2 separate regions of the Sus scrofa genome follow, and region 2 is linked to region 1. A link is a contact called in public Hi-C data. All regions are on one chromosome and are shown on one strand. Each heading gives the region's core, a stretch centred on a gene start, on an enhancer-like site or on the middle of the called end of the contact. The rest is flanking DNA. Distances are from core to core; before and after follow the strand shown.

What was found. Hi-C and Micro-C count contacts between places; a contact is called where the count stands out from the background.
Region 2: a Hi-C map of subcutaneous adipose tissue shows a contact between it and region 1, with 1.8 times the contacts expected there. The contact joins the enhancer-like site here to the promoter of USP3 in region 1. A contact is called at or near these places in 1 of 5 promoter capture datasets (liver), 9 of 47 Hi-C or Micro-C datasets (blood, embryonic fibroblasts, fetal skeletal muscle and 4 more) and 1 of 2 datasets of contacts at active chromatin or transcription factors (alveolar macrophages).

Annotation. Positions count from the first base shown.
Region 1 is chr1:108,513,014-108,518,362 of Sscrofa11.1, forward strand. USP3 (ubiquitin carboxyl-terminal hydrolase 3) reads right to left here and starts at 2,598. Exons shown (of 16, transcript XM_021094102.1): 1 at 2,185-2,598.
Region 2 is chr1:108,466,791-108,471,628 of Sscrofa11.1, forward strand. It overlaps USP3 (ubiquitin carboxyl-terminal hydrolase 3), which reads right to left. Exons shown (of 16, transcript XM_021094102.1): 5 at 1,592-1,675. Among named protein-coding and RNA genes, the nearest start is that of USP3, 46 kb to the right of the region's middle. Within about 2 kb of position 1,766, at least 7 of the 83 cell types and tissues checked have an H3K27ac peak or open chromatin away from gene starts, as enhancers often do. A contact at or near this core is called in embryonic fibroblasts and subcutaneous adipose tissue, where this site is marked.

The DNA.
Region 1 (5,349 bases), core at 1,348-3,847:
CACAAAAACATGAGATTATATCAATGAATGGATGCCAACAGATTAAAGTGGGAGGCCCAAATGAAACTGGTTCAATTCACAGAATATGAACAGAAAGGAAAAACCCACATAAAGTTGTGAAACTTAAGCTTTACTGGTTCTACAGATGGAAGCACATGACTAGAACCACCCTCCCAAAGCAATGTCAGAGAAAAACTTTGTTGCAAGATACAAAGATGCTATCTTACCCTCTGGACAGAAATCACCCCTCCCTTAGGGCTAGAGGTATAACTCTGTTCTTTTTTTTTTTTTTTTAATCAGCAGAAGCCTCTTAGTTATGCTCTATTTTAACTTAAGTTCCTCAAGAGATACTCAATTTTCTGCATCTCTTTTCCACAGTCAAGTGGACACCCTGACTAACAAAGGCAAGACTGACTCACAACAGGATATCTGCCACTTGCATAAACTCTTTTCCTTTTTTTAGATACATGTGCCCAATGAGGCCATTTTAAAATTTGATGTGATTTTACCTAGAAAAAGCCAAAAGCATGCTGTCTGCTTGTAACCCTATAGTTACCACAGGTGAGCAAGGAGTAATTTCATCATTCTTCATGAGGTATGCTTTTCCTAGTGTTTACTTTGATTTTTTTTTTCACATCTCTTTTGGGGGGAAAAAAAAGTTACACTTATAGCACCACAGCTATAACTACAATTATAGCTAATGCACTACCAAGCAATTTGTAAAGCAATTTGATACACCTTATTTGTTGTTTCATACTCAACATTCACTGTAAAAGAAACATTCTTAGGTAAGTTTCTGCACCCTCATAAAAGAACTGCAACACTGCACTGTAAAACAAATTAACCAGTTAATAATCTTTATAGGCTTCATGCAGAAAAAGATACTGACTTTACAAAGCCAAGCCAAGCATCCAACCTCTGAGAGCTCAAGGAAACCGCAGTTATTTCTATTCCTTATCCTAGAATGAATTTTTCTTTGCGGCATTACCTGAGTTTTTCTCCAAGGAAATATTCACCCTTTAAAAAGTAACCTGTCAAAAGTGTTAGTGCATTCTCTAAACTATCTTCCCAGCTCCGGCACACAAGGAGAAATGTCACACAGCTAAATCGTACGTAGCATTGCTATTTTCTTCCCTTTATTTATTCAAACGAATTTAAGATTTTTGAAATGCACAATTCAAATTTTACACTACAACCCAAGCTATCATTGATCCTCTCAAAGCTAATAAACAAAGACTATCAGCAGCACCAGGGCCCTACCAGGAAGTAATCAAAGCAGTGTGGCCGGTGCGATCCTAAGTCTCTAGAGCAGACAATAAGGGGGTACTGGGGCTTCGAAGGGGCCTGGCAGAAGGAGTTAAGAAGCTTAAGCAATGCAAAAGCATTACATAAACCTAATAACTGTCCTACAGCACAAAAACTCGGAAATCCCAAGGCAATTTCGGACAATCCGAAAGATATGAAAGACAACTCGAGCTACCCCTCCAAAGCAGCTGCTCGATTAGCCTTCTCAGCTTTTTAACCAGCAGCCTGTTTTCAAACTTCACCCTTTCTGGCTGATGAAAGACTCCGACCTTCGCCGCCTGAGTACTCAGCACCTCTCCGGGTCCCGGTTCCCGCCGGTCGGCGTGGGTCGGGTCGCGGGTGCATGGGGGGCCCAGGCAGGTAGCGAAGGGCCCCAGAGCGCGCCCCGCAGCCTGGACAAAGCTGCGCCCCGAGAGCAACGCTTTTGCCGTCCCGTCAAGGAGGGGACGAAACTCGGGCCCCGCCACACGTGCGGCCGCCTTGTGGGGGCCGGACACCCGCCCCCGCCGCCCCCGACCCGGGGACACGGGCCAGCGCAGCCCCCGATCACAGCAGGGCTGCGCGGGGGCGCGAGCCGCTGACCAAGGTCCCCGCTCGCTGCCGCCCCCACGCGCTCGTGGGCCCCGCGGGCTCCCGCCCCTCACGGGCCTCTCCTTTGCCGGCCGGACCGTCGGGCCCCGGGAAACAAAGGAGCTGCCGCCGCCGCTCCGCCTGCCGCCGCACCACCCGCCTCGCCGCGTACCCCTCCCCAGCCGCCGAGCCCCGCTCGCCCTCACCCCTTCCCAAGTCCGCGCGCCGGCCGCCAGCGGCCCCTAGACGGCAGGCCCCACAGAGCCGGGGCCTCGGGTGCGCTTCAGGGCCGCCTGGGGCCGCACTCACCGCTGCAGCACCAGGACGACGGGGAGCCGTTGGGGAACTTGGCTGAGTCCGGAGCGATGCAGACGCTGGAGCTGAGGTGCGGACACTCCATGGCCACCCGGAGAGCGGCGAGAAGGACGGAGGCTCCGGGACCCGGCGAGGTGGGGGGCGGAGGGACTAAGAAGGATCCGTCTGGGGTCGCTCCTCGCCGGGCGCTCGGCAGACGGCAGCTGAGTCCCGAGCCCTTGCGTCAAAGAAAGCAAAAGCTTCCGGGAGCCGGGTTTTCCCGCCCGCCGTCTCCTGAGGCCCGGCTCCGGAAAACGTGGTACTCCGGAATCCGGGTTCTGCCGCCACCCCTAGGCTGGGGGCTTCCGTCTTCCCAGGCTGGCCCCGCCCTGCCCCGGGCAGGCCCCGCCTCCAAGCCCAGCCCCGCCCCCGTCCTCTCCCGCGGGGTGGGGGTCCCCGCGCTCGCAGGCGGGTCGCCCAGGGTCTGGCTGCACTCGGAAGTGACTTTCCCAACTCTGTTGGCCGGGACTGCCGCGGCTTCCCCGCCCCTGGAAGGGTGGGGCGCTAAACCAGGGCACACAGGGCCAGTCCGCCGCTTTTACCGCGGCCGGGCGAGCGCTCACAAAGAGTGCTTCTGCGTTGTGTGTGGTGGACTGGCTACAGCGCGGTAGAAAATCTGACCACACAAAAAAAATGTGAAGAAAATAAAAACCACCTGGGCAGACAGGCTCTGTGGCCCCATTTTTACACAGGAAGACACAAGCTTAGATTAAGGGCCTAGACCCACCGGGGTGCATAGGTCCCAGAGCAGTGCTAGTTTAGTGTTCTGCTCCCTTCGGCAGGTGCGATAGTGATCGAGTTCCAGTTTTTGAACACGTGACCTTAGCCAGCCACCTGGGTGCTGAGTGGCTGGTCCCGCGTGGGCACTCATGAACCTGTGTTCAACCCCTGTCACAGTGACTCACCATCTCCGTTACTTTGAGCAGACGATCGGACATTCATACCTCACCCTCAGTGTAAATTTAAGTGAGATAGTTTTAACCTGCGTTTGCTGAGAGCGCGGTCACTGTTACCAGGTGACGAAAAGAGAAGGGACCTAACAATTGTTAAACACCCACTGCTGCCTCCTAACCAGGCACTTTACAAATAATACCTCATTTAAACCTCGCACCATCACGCCAGCAGCTGTTACCATCCCCCTTTTTACCGTTAATCCGTACTAGGATTGGCTCCCAGGCACTCTGATCTCTTTGTGGAAAAAGGATAGGGCCAGCCTCTGGGGCAGGGGTTACGCCCTAGCGAGGCTGCGATCTTTGTGGGGGCACTGCCTTGGGGATGTCTGGGGCTATTACAAACATTGCCTCAAAGTTGGGGCTCCTTGTAAAACCCGGCGAAGGAGCAACAGGGCCAGGAGGCAGGGAGGGGGAGGGGAAGGCTGATGTGGCAATCCCTCGGGCCGGGTGAGAGGAGGAAGGAAGGTCAGGAAATGATTAACCGGGCCAGGCCGGGTAGTGGTTAGAGCAGAGCACCTCCCCACAGGGCAGTCCTGCAACAGTCCAGGAGTGCCCTCTCAGTCACTTCCCACGCTTCGCCATCCCCCACACTACCCGCCACCACTTGGTTTCTGCCGCGCACTCCTCTGCCTAACGGTGTCCATTCACCTGCGGCATCTCTGTTGACCCTTCCTTACTCTCCCCCCATTCTTTCCCCCCCAGTATTTCCCATTCCTCGGTCAACACTCTTTGGTTGCCTCCCAAGTTTTGACTGCTGTTAGAGCAAGCCATCTTGAGGTTTTATGGCAGTGCCGAATTGTGGAAAGTGCGGCTGCTCAAATCCTAGCTCTGCTGCCTACTTGAGGACCAACTTTAGCCAGTGTTTCTAGTCTTTCCAAGCCCTTTATGTCTATAAAACTGAGAAAACAATGCTTATCTCCAAAGGAAGACGTGAGAATTCACAAGACTTGCCACCCCCAGTAGGAAGTCAATAATTTATAGCCCCCCTTTTTTTTAATGACAGCAAGTGAGAATAATTCCTAGGAAGGGGGAGTATAAACAATAGATGTGCCCTCTGCTCAGGCTCTCCAGCCCTCTCCTATCAACTGATTCTTTTTCAAAGCCTGTCTGGATCAACCTGTTTCCCTCTGGACAGCTACCCCCGATTATCATCCATGCTCCTTCTTTTAGCCATGGAACTGACTCACCAGGGTCTTTCATCCTGGCGTGTAATGCTACTTTTTTCACCCTCAAAAGGACTCAGTTTCCTTATCATCTAGACCTCAGCTTGAACATCACTTCCTCAGGGAGTCCTTTCCCGACCCTGCCCCACCTTCAGGTTACCTCCAGGTGTGTGATGCCCTTGTGTGCCCCACACTCTGCCTTTTAAAAACACTCTTCAGCAGCATAATTATTTGTTTAATGTCTGTCTTCCCCTTGGAGGTCCATAAGGGTAGCAAACAAGTCTGTCTGGTTTCCTGCTCTATTCCTAACATAACATGTGGAACACAGAGGGCGTCCAATAAATAAGTGCTCATCATGAATGCGTGATCGATTAGCAATGTCTACCATGGGCAGGAGTTTAGTAAGTGGCCCAACAATATGCCAGGTAGTTGGCCCCCTCTTCCTCTTTGCTGTGATCTCTAAATTTCCCTTAAGCTCAGATTTTATCATTGTCATGACATCAGGAATGTGAGAACACTTTGTAAGGTGTAAACTGTTGGGGGGGGGGGAGAAAGAGAAAGAAGTTTTAGAGTCTTCTCTCCCTAACTAGAATAAGCCCCCTCTGAGCAGGAGTCCTAACTCAGTTGTCCCTGACTGCTATAGACCGCAGAGGACGAACTATGACTATCAGGCAATTCAGAGAACCTGGACAAAATCAGAAGGCCTCCTGAGACTTTTACTAGATTTACCGAAAACGTTTCTGTCTCTGCAAGTTTTCATAATAATAAAAATTTTTAAAAATCCCCCCCCCAAAAAAAAACCTCGTGGTGAATAAATGTGTCAAACAGAGGAAGACCACACTGTGCAATCTGCTTTTTTAGTCCCTCGTTTCTTCGGTTACGTTTAATACTACGTTCGCTTTTTGGTTCTTGGCCCGCATCCCTTTGGCGCTGAGAAGCCGCTGGCCTCTGGGAGTCCCCGCCCAGCCCTCCGCTCGGGAGCCCCCGGGGGGCGGGGACCCGGG
Region 2 (4,838 bases), core at 516-3,015, 47 kb before region 1:
AGTCACAAGCACAGTAAATATACTACTTAGTGTCAATGCCTCAGAGTTAATTTAGTTTTAAACTATATAAATAAAGCCTTTAGCTTTTAAAAATAGAAGCCATCAAATTTTATCATCAGTGATTCTGGAAATGGCAGAATACTTTAGATCATGCTATTTAATACAGTAGCCACTCACCACATGTGGCTACATAAATTTAAATTAAATAAACTTAAATTCCTGAATGTCCTGTTTTCTCTTTGGCTTCTTTGTCATTGAGATGATAAGTCTTTTCTTAGAGAAAACTATGAAGGGCAGGAAAAATAACTTGGTAGCTACCCACTTCTACCACATAGAATCAAGTCAGTAAGATCTTTATAATGACATCACCACATCAAAGAGTGATATTACATAAATTACTGCAGGAATCTCCTACTTCACAGTTAACTGTGACAATTTCAGACAAAATTCAGTATTTTGGATCATGTATCTGTACCTGTGTCTCTAACCCTAGATGGAACTCCTGATGCTTTGTTCAAATTAAAAGAAGGGAAGAGGAAAAAGAGAAGAACCACAAGAGGACAATCCAAAAAGTACTTAAACTCTAGGAGTTCTAATTAGTTTAGATTTTAAAGAAATCCATTCTTCTTCCCTTATCAGCTTATAACCCATTTAGTCAGAGACATGCAAGGAGACTTTGGTTAACCAAAGAGAGACAGTGTTTCACTCCAAGAATTTACGTTATTCCCTCTCAGAACACAATTTTAAAATATTCTAATTGGCTTTACATGTAGGTTTTCTAAGGGACTCCCACTTTTTGCATGTTCTCACAATATCTTTTATACATCAACTATCGAAATAAATCAGATGGCACCTGATGATTACTGGTGATATGTACAAATGTCACCTGAGTCAGCAATCATTCCAAGGCTATGCTTCTATCCACTGAAGTTTCAAAGATACTACTACTGGGGTTTCTGTTTACTGCTTGAATTTTGGCTCCAGTGAGTTTTATCTGACTAACCTATTTGGCTACAGCAAAAAAAAAAAAAAATCTATTCACATATGTAGTTCAATTTCTTTATGACAAAGCATTTCATAGCCTCTTATGCTTTACTGACAATACACTCCCCCTCAAAAAAAAAGAAACTAGGATATTATGCTATCGCAGATGCAAAGCAAACGATAATATAATGAAACTTAATTTCCCTTAAAAAATGAGACATACATTTCAGAGCTTCTAAGAAGACTTTATAATACATTTGATAAGGTTTTCTAATAGCAAAGGAAACTTGATAATGATTTTGTATTATTTTCTTCTCTTCCCTTGCAGATAAACTGAGTAGCTTATAAGTTGGTAGGTAATAACTAAAAAACAGGCTCTGGAGCCCTTGGATGTGGTTTAAGATAAATAGTAAATGAAACAAATGCTAAGCTATAATAAAAACCTATTGACATTTTCAAATACCCAAATCCAAACTTTATTTTGTTCACAGTTTGATGACACTAAAAACATGATGAAGTTGTAGAACTCATAAACAAAAATCCACTCAGAAACTGTAAAAGGCCCCTCAACCCCATTCCATTCCCTTTCCCAAGGCCTACTACTTACTTTTCCAAGTTCTGTAAGTGTTCTCTGACTTTCTGTACCAGTCCCAGCTTGGTGTCATTAACCACAAAATCATCACAGCGATAACTGCAAGGAAAATATTAATCAATGTGTGTAAAGAGCTTGAGGAAACCACAGTAATGAAATCACTAAAAGGCCTGGCTGCTGCCAAGATGATCACATGGCTCTGCAGGCAGTTACTGTCGGTGGTGAGTTTAAAGAGGACTTGGAATTCACAATGGAATGTTTTTTAAGAGCCTTTTTTAAAAAGCCACGTAGGCAATGAACATTAGCTTCTTTTAATATTTTTACTCAAAGGCTCTTCAATTCCTCTTTCAAAAATGAAACAAGCTGCTACATGTGTGATATTCTTTGTAATGGTGCATAATACATGGAAAATGAAATACAAAGCACCAATTCGACTGATGTTGTATAAAGCCTAAAGCTTTAACATGATACTTCCCAATTCAAATTAATGGGGAGTTTGGGGGTGGGGGTGGGGGGCTAAGGAGAGATTTAAGTGAAAAGAGGGAAAAGGTAATTAGCCTCTAGGGATATTTGAATAAAAAATTAAAAGCTATACATTTTACACAATTTAATTCAAATGAATTGAATTCAGATGGTTGAGAAGAATGAATCTTTTCATTCAGAGGTGTTAGGAAACAAAATTATAAAACAGTGGCTACATCATTCTGGAAACTGATAAAATGATTTGAAGACCTTAAGGTGTTCTTTAAAACTGATATTGTAGTGTGTATGTGTGTGTGCGTGTTTTAGCAAGTCAAAAAGCAAATAATATAATGAATCACACATAATAAACTTTTAACTTGTACATTAGCAATCAGTTTTTTTTTCCTGGCATAAAGCCAATTTTAACAAAGACAACATACACACTAGTACCAACATATTTTTTTTGAACTGCAGCTTTGTGTAAAACTACTTATTATAAGTACCAAAGAATAATGACAATAAGACTACCATTCTGAGCAAACAAAACTTTGAATGCATAGCAATTAAGTAAAAATTAGGTCACCTCTGGCAGAATCCAAAAACTATTTCTTACAAATGTGAAACCAATCTATTAAAAAACTGAAAAGAGGAGTTCCCATCGTGGCGCAGTGGTTAACAAATCCGACTAGGAACCATGAGGTTGCGGGTTCGGTCCCTGCCCTTGCTCAGTGGGTTAACGATCCGGCGTTGCCATGAGCTGTCGTGTAGGTTGCAGACACGGCTCGGATCCCGCGTTGATAGGCCGGTGGCTGCAGCTCCGCTTTGACCCCTAGCCTGGGAACCTCTATATGCCGAGGGAGCGGCCCAAGAAATAGCAAAAAGACCAAAAAAAACAAAAACAAACAAACAAACAAACAAAAAAACTGAAAAGAAGATGAAGAAAAGTAGTTAAAAAAAAAAAAGATTACACAGAAAAAGCATGGCTTGTCTTTTATTCACAGGGGTCAAAATATAAGTGGGTGCTTCTGAAAACTTTAACTAAAAAATATATATGTAATATTTAACACGCCCCTCCCCATTAACTGACCACCTATGCTATCAATCCAGAGTTCTCCAAGTTCCCATGGTCAATCCCTAACATTTCTATAAATAGCAAAAGCTACCTTTTTTTTTTTTTTTGTCTTTTTCGGGCCATGCCCTCGGCATAATGGAAGTTCCCAGGCTAGGGGTCTAATCAGAGCTACAGCTGCTGGCCTACACCACAGCTCACGGCAACGCTGGGTCCTTAACCCACTGAGCAAAGCCAGGGATTGGACCCACAACCTCATGGTTCCTAGTCAGATTCATTTCCGCTTCGCCACAATGGGAACTTCATCAAAAGCTACCTTTACATCTTAGACTGTTTCCCTATCATCAAAGTTAGACAAGCAAGTTTCTATCAAGACAGACAAGGACCATGTATGACATCAAAAATGTGGATTTATTGGAATTATTTCCCTTATTTGTTCCACTGCACATTAACATATTGAAAATATTTGTGCTCTAAGGTAGACTGTATCATGGATGCAGTTTTTAAAATTGTTCAGTATGCATGTACAAATGCTATGACTCATCACCAGTTTATGGACCTGTTAAAAGAAACAGAAAATAATGAACTGAATGACTATATATTCTTTGCCAATGTTCACTGCTTGAGTCATGGAAGAATTTTACAAAGGTTTACTGTACGTTAACTCTTAAGTCAAGATTTTCTTGAAAGAGAAGGAACATTTAATACTCAATAAAGAGAAAACATCACATTGTGATTTATTTTTCACCTGTATCACACTGCACATGAATGAGCTAAATTTAAAGATCCAAGGAGAGAGAAGACTTTTTTGTGACCTATACGGACAGGTATGCAAATTTATGTTAAATTTAAACTTTTCATAATACAAATCAAAAATGATTTTATACATTTCAACGTATACAACAAATATGCATAAGATTTTAACTACAATAGCATATTATAAGTTGGGGTGCCAAATCTAAAAGAAAATTCAAAGAATGCTTTGTCGATATGGATAAATTTAGAACTGATTTTCAGTTTACATAATGGCCTTTTGAATTTGATGTTGATAATACTGAATTGTTAAAAGAGTTAGTGGATTTTATTTAAGTTAGGTACAGTTTTGAAACTGATGTGCTTTCACTTCAGAGTCAAATCAATTATTCTAAAAAGGTGAGTCAGTTTTGTCAATATAGATGCCACTATTAAAGAAAATGGGTTTTTTGGTACTTTATTCATTTATTGGAAAAATGTTAACAGTGTTTGGAACCTACATGTTTAACTACAACTTTTATGACTACAGGTCAAGCACTTCCAATGAAAAGTTAGCCTTTTTTTTTTTTTTTTTTAAATGCTTTTTAGGGCCGCACCTGTGGCATATGGAGGTTACCAGGCTAGGGGTCTAATCCGAGCTACAGCTGCTGGCCTACACCACAGTCACAGCAATGCCAGATCTGAGCCGCATCTGCAACCTACACCATAGCTCACGACAACGCCAAATCCTTAACCCACTGAGCAAGGCCAGGGATCGAACCCACAACCTCATGGTTCCTAGTCAGATTTGTTTCCACTGGACCTTGATGGGAATGCCGAAAAGTTAGCATCTTAATGGAGATGTGCTGTACATATAAAATATATATTAGATTTTGGAGGTTCCATATGAAAAAAATATGCAAACTATTAGTAATTTGATATGCATTACCATGTTAACATGATAATATTTTAGAAAACCGAGTTGAATAAAATACACAA